2 separate regions of the Mustela erminea genome follow, and region 2 is linked to region 1. The links are chromatin contacts, called in public Hi-C maps. All regions are on one chromosome and are shown on one strand. The core of a region is the stretch at or near the end of the contact, and the rest is flanking DNA. Distances in the headings are between cores, read along the strand shown.

Region 1 (3,159 bases), core at 398-2,897:
CCTGGCCTGAGCGTCATTTTCAGAGGTATGGAAGAGCGGTGCCTCCTCCTCCTAGAGCTGTTTTAACAGAATTCTGTAAGCTTCCTATGTAACCCCTCTTAAAAATCTGAAAATGAAACAAGACATATTTCTGAGGTTGTCAGCAGGTAGATCCACTGGCTTGTGGTAAGTAATCTCTCTGGGAGGAAGTCTTGGCTCTGATGTCTGTGTTGAACGTTCCGTGGCTCCCCCCGGCCGCCCCAGCGCAGGTCTGTTCGCTGGGCAAGGAGGCGGTGATGATATTGCTTCTAACAACCAGACTGAAGCGTAGCCTCAGGCTGTCTTGCAAAGCCCCCTCCAAACAGCCTCTAATTAATTTTTATCCTGCCATCCCAATGAGTCCCGGGAGTGCAGCAACCCAACAACAAAAAACCCTCATCAAGTCATTTGGAGAAAGCTTTGACGTAACACTTGCAGATTTTAGATCTCCAAAAGAGACACTGCTGCAGGAGGAAAAAAACAAAAAAAAGAAAAAAGAAAGGAAAAAACCCATAAAAAACCCTTCCCTTCTCTCCCCCCACTCCACCTGTTTTTTTGTTGCCCCCCCCCTTCCCCTAGTTTCTCACCTTTTCTTCTACAGTGGCTATAAGTCAGTCTATGCTCTGGCTCTAACCTGCCCATAGTTCTTTCAGAGAGAACCCTGGAGGTACACATTTTTTTACTACTGGAGGCCAAATCCAAATTCTCTGTGGGCCGGAGCCAGGTACCTGAGCTGTGCTGCCCCGGGGACCCCATTCGCCGTTGGAGGGAGCCTTCTGGCCTCTCCGGCTCATGGTCGTGGTCGAGCCAGGCCTCCTTAACACTGTGAGAACACTCTCTGGTGGACATAATGCTGGAAGCTGAGGGAAGGTTCCACGAAGAGGAGTTTTACCCACTGAGCACATCACAGATGAAGCCTTCTGGGTCTCCCCTTTGGAAGCTTTGCTGGCAGCCGCTCAGTCATACTGGCAGGCCGTCCTTGACAGGGGGCCCATGCAAACTCCTGAGGGCCCCTGTCTGGGACATTCTCCTTAATTCTCAGGGGATCCAGAGACAGAAGGGCCCCTTCTGCCCTTGTAACCGGTAGGGAAGCCTCACTTGCTGCTTTTCCCTCCAGCTCAGGGGCTGGCCCCCGACACTTTGCCCCACCGGCCTTTCAAAGACTTGCCCACCCCTCTGTGCCCATTCAGGATGCTTCTCCTGGGACCTCGAGTGAATTCAAATTTCGGAAGAGCGGCCGTTTGAAATGATGCCTTCAGAAGGGCTGAAACCCAAACCACTGGCTGCCTGGGCTTCCTGGGTTTTCAGAACAAAAAGGTTGAGTGACTGCTCCCTTCCTGAGGTCTCCACAGAGGAGAGCGATCCAGTGCCAGCGCCTCTGGTGTGAATTTCATGATCCCTGGGTGCCAAAGAAATTTCCGCAGGACCAGCTTGACTCGACAGCCCCTGAGAAATGGGGCCATTGTTTCTAACGAGCTTCAGCAGTCGGGCTCCTTTAAAAGAGTTAATCACAGAATCACAGCCTAGAAAAGACTTCTCTGACTGCTCCTCTGTGCCAGGTCCAAGGGAGTGAGGCTGATCCTATTTTTGAAGACGCCCATGGAGCCCCACTCCAGTGACTAATCGCTCGTAATTGTCCTCTTTAATTTTAACCTCATGTGCTAGTGCTTGAAACAGATTTCCGTTTGCGCCGTCCTCAGAGAGGGTAGAAAGCATTGCTCATCATACAAAATCGGCTGTTCATTTCCTCCTCCTCTGCTTTTTCCTGTCTCTTTGGACAGTAGCATGGCCTAGCGGTGAAGAGCCAACGATGGGGAATGGGTCTGAAGTCCAGGTTCTGTAATTTCCTAGCTGGGCTAACATGCCTCAGTTTCCTTGCCTGAGAATTTGGGGAAGTAACAGCTCACTGGGGTATTTTGGGAATTAAATGAGATAAATTGGAAGTAATGTGCTTTGCCTTGGTTCAGGGCCTACCGCGTGCCCACAAATAAAGCGGTGTCCACTATAAAAACTTAAAAAAATGAAAAAAAGGTGTCCACTGCGTGGAGTTGGGTGCACGTAGAATTCTTAACTGTTGGGGTGTTTCATTCTCCAATGCCAAGGGACACTGACAGGCCAAGAAGCAAAAACAGTGGAAAGAGAACTGGACTGAAGGTCAAGAGACCCAGGTCCTAGGGAAGGTGCAACCTTTTTGGGCCTTTATTTTCTGGTCTGTTAAAAATCTCCACCCTGTCTTCCTTGAAGGGGACAGGGAACATTAAAAGAGAGAAGAGAAGGGGCTGTGAATTGGAGAATGGAAGCCATTATGGATCCTGAAATTTGAGGACCAACTAACCCCCCTGGGCCCCTAGAACCTGCCCACGACCCCTGGAGTCCTCTCTAGCGCATTTTGCTGGTATTCCCCTGAATTGCTAATATCCAGGGAATGAGGAGTGGGGTGAGGCGAGTTATTTTCTTGCTTATTTTTTCAGTGGTCGCATTTCCTTTAACTCTCAGTTTAATTTTGTTTTGAAAGGGACAGTCCCTGGCTGGGAGTGTCCCTCAGCCAAGGAGCTCTAGAGCAGAGTGGTTAAAGCACTCGGTTAAGCCCACGTACTGTGGGGCCAGTCCCTGGTTATGTCTTAATTCTGCCACTTTCCCACTTTGTATCCTTGGGCCAGCTGCCTACCTCTCTGTCTTTCAGAATTCTCAACTATAAAATGGGGATCATAATAGTTGCCTTGTGAGAAAGATTAAATGCACCTGCATAATATCCTTGGAAAAGTGCTCTGGCACAGGATAAACACTCAGCAAATAAGAAGAGCATTATTATTATTGAGAACTTCACTTATGGGGAAGATGGTGGAGAAGGAGGATATGAAGTTCATGTTGTCCCATGGATACAACTAGACAACACCCACATCATTGTCGAGAGCATTATTATTACTACTTGAATTTTCTTCATTCATGCACTGAGAAACCCTGACCAGGAGATTCCTGACTCAGTTATGGAAGACTTCTTTGAGTCAAAACACTCATGTCCAAAGGGTTCTTAAGGTTCTGGGAGGGGCATAGCTCGATTAAGAAAATGATAAACGTTATAGATTCTCCGCAGAGAAGTTAACGGATGGCCCAAATTTCCCGTATGCTTTTGTGGGGGCT
Region 2 (3,143 bases), core at 219-2,718, 300 kb before region 1:
AATTTTTCCCAGAAAGACAATGGAAGTCCAAGGACTAGAAAATCGAACGTGGGGTCGGGAAACATTCTTTCTTCATTCCCACCAAGAGAGGATTTGTGAGGTAGTCACAGGAACCAGATGAAATCAAAGAGTACTTATTTTCATCCCCAAGTAAGAGGCCTCCACATCTACTCTGTGTATTTCCCTTTTGTCTTACTGCATAGTAAAGTTAACAGCAAGTCTCCCATACCCACCTCAGTTCAGAGAAAACTCAGGCAACCACGGTTTGAAGTCAGTCTGATATACAGTCCCATATTAACACTATACATCGTCAAGTAGAGATAAAAACATTCTATACAAGTATTAGTCGAGAATAACAACCAAGTCACACGGTGTGACACATATGCGGTCTTCGTTATGTCCGGGCAGGGTGTTCCATGCACATTTTTAACACTTTTGATAAAACCGTTCAACGCTGTAACTACAAAATCCATCTTTGAACGGTGATACCAGAATTCAATCCATCGGTATTAAACTGGGTCTACCCAAAGGAGCTAGAACACTCAAAACACGGTCCTTTGTCCCAGTCCATGGTGCGACTCAAACTCTCCATAGCGAGGTAGGTATTAATCGTATTTGATTATACAGAGATGGCTGAAACGGCCCCTCCTGTCCACCTCACTCACACACACTCACACACACACACACACACACAGAGTCACCTTAGATGGACACAGCCCAACACCTACAAAACAGACAAGACCCTGATGTGCTGAACGGCGTCTGAGGGGCTGCTCTGCAGAGGAGGCCTCCTCCAAGGCCGGCACCGCTCTCCTCCACAGCATGTGGGCCGCAGCCATCGGAGCACAGAGTGAAGAGCTCCCGGTCGCTCTGGCACAGACCCCAGTCCTCTGAGCCTTTCCAAACAAACCTTATTCAGAAGATAGAGAGAGTGAAGAATAAGCACATTGTGGATACAACGAGCAAGGAAACCGCACGGTGCTTGGTGAATAGTCCCGGAGCCCTCACCCGACGAGCCTCGTGGGTTCTCTGCTTTCTTCCCTCCCTGCCCTACTACAGGCAGAAAAGTGAAGGCAGCTCAGTTCCAAGGAGAGGGCAGAGGACAGAGGTGAATTCAGGGACTTTTTTGTTTCTCCCCTTTCTTATTTTTAGGACTTAAATATCAAATCCTCTTCTTTTTCAGTTCCTAGGTTTAAAGTTATCATTTGTCACTCATTCACTGAAAGGCTTTTATATGGTTGGTGGGAGGAGAAACGATCGAGAAACTCCTGGACAGCTTTCTTTACAAGGGGGTCAGAGTCTTCACCCCCAACTAAAAGCCGGGTCCGATCAGCTGAGCAGGCACTTCCCTGCAGTTCCACCTTTGACCTACAGGTGTCGCCCTCTGCATGGCGAGGCCTGGAAGGGCAGCTAGCTGCAGGAAGCAGACACTGTCTGGGCCGCCCAACCTGAGCATGTGGAAATAATATACGTCTTCAAGTGAACTGTCTGGTCCTGGGGAAATAAAATAGGACATTCATAAGCAGTTACACCATCTGTCTTTATACCATCATCATCAACAGCAAGAGGGAAAATAGCTCTTTAAAATGGATGAAAGCCCAGGCTGACAGTAACCAGAAAACTGAGCTCTGAATACCATAAAGGTAGAGAAATGATGAAAAAACAGAGATACAAACTATGAATTTGTCTGGGCGGCTCAGATCCGCAATGCTTTGTGGGCAGAGTATGTTTTGTTGGTCCCCCAAACCTAAAGAAATGCCCACTCACTAAGACCCAGGCTTCGGGCACCCAAGGAAGGGCCTGGTCTGCCGCACGTGGGGACCCGGGGAGCAAAGGCATCCACACTCGGACCTCCTGGGGCTGGTTATCTAGGCCTTCTTCCCTTTAGGAATGTATATTTGACACCAACTGAGCTGATGGAGCAGGAGGGGGTTGGGTGATTTCTCCCAGATCACAGATTGCAGTCAGTGGCAACTGGCTGGGGGTCATTATGGAAATTGATTGTCCCCCCCTAAATAATATCGGCTACTGACAGTGGGAACAAGTAAAGACTTGATGGACCGACGATCCGGTTTTATGTGGAAAATCCTGTCTTTCCCTCAGTTGACGAAGTCGCTTCCCTTCCCTAAGACACACAGCAGCGACTGCGCCATCTTTAAGGCTGGATTAGACAAACCAAAACCATCTTTTCCCCAGGAGTTGAATACTATCTCAGAACCAAGCAAAACACACCAGGATTGTTTTCTCAAGGGCAAAGCCAGGACCGGGATGGGGCAGTCATCTTGGCTCCCTATGCCCTGCCTGTGCCTGGCAGGGGGCAGCAGGCCCGGCACAAGCAAGTAAGGTGGTGAGCTTTTTAGAAGACTCCAGAGACCACGACCCACCCCTACAGCAAAAGGCGACTTTGATGGGTACACCCCACAGTGGCCCTCAAATGAGGGCACCCCTTCTATTTGAATGTATTTTCCTGTTGAAGGGCTAGAGAACCAGCAGCAAATCTTGAATCACTGTGAGGTCTTCCTGATATCCCTTCTGCCTTCGATCCCCACATAAAACAGTGGCTGCAGGTATTTAAAAAATCTCTTTCCATCCCTGTCTCCTTTTTACAACTGCTTCTCCCAGACAGCACTTACTGGCACTCGGGCCAAACCCAGCCTCCTCACGCCTGTCTCCTGGCTGAGCGCACAGCCCTCCGGTGGAAGAATTGTGGCAGACAAATATATTCTAAAAGGGCAGCGTTCCTGGGGCACCTTAGGTTTTTGAGGTGATGACAGCACAGCTACGGAAATTTTCCCTTCAGTCAGGGTGGCTTTGTTCACCACAAATGCAAACTGTTCTCTGAACCTACCTTATGCTTAGCATGCTGGCAAGGGGGACTGCCTAAATCCCCAGCGTGCGGTGAGATCTGCTCCCGAAGGAGGTGTGTGTGCGCCGACTGGCAGCCCTGTGGTGATTTGCAACAATTTCATGACCAACTTGGAAATTGGTGTATGAGCGGAGGCCCGGGCAGCAGTGAGAACAGAGGTCATGGTCGGCGCTCGCCACCCCCCACCAGTGTGTTCCCCAAGAAGACCTGCGGATTGGGGGGATCCAGTCCTGCTCCCTGAGTACCTGGGGCCTGGGGCCACGCCCATCGGGGGGGT

What was found. Hi-C and Micro-C count contacts between places; a contact is called where the count stands out from the background.
Region 2: a Hi-C map of spleen shows a contact between it and region 1, with 7 times the contacts expected there. The contact joins two enhancer-like sites. A contact is called at or near these places in 2 of 3 Hi-C or Micro-C datasets (skeletal muscle and spleen).

Annotation. Positions count from the first base shown.
Region 1 is chr19:45,774,514-45,777,672 of mMusErm1.Pri, reverse strand. The region is part of intron 6 of LOC116579026 (basic proline-rich protein-like); the gene reads right to left. Among named protein-coding and RNA genes, the nearest start is that of ZFHX3, 190 kb to the left of the region's middle. Within about 2 kb of position 1,647, the one cell type or tissue checked has open chromatin away from gene starts, as enhancers often do.
Region 2 is chr19:46,075,291-46,078,433 of mMusErm1.Pri, reverse strand. The region is part of intron 3 of ZFHX3 (zinc finger homeobox protein 3); the gene reads right to left. Among named protein-coding and RNA genes, the nearest start is that of ZFHX3, 110 kb to the right of the region's middle. Within about 2 kb of position 1,468, the one cell type or tissue checked has open chromatin away from gene starts, as enhancers often do.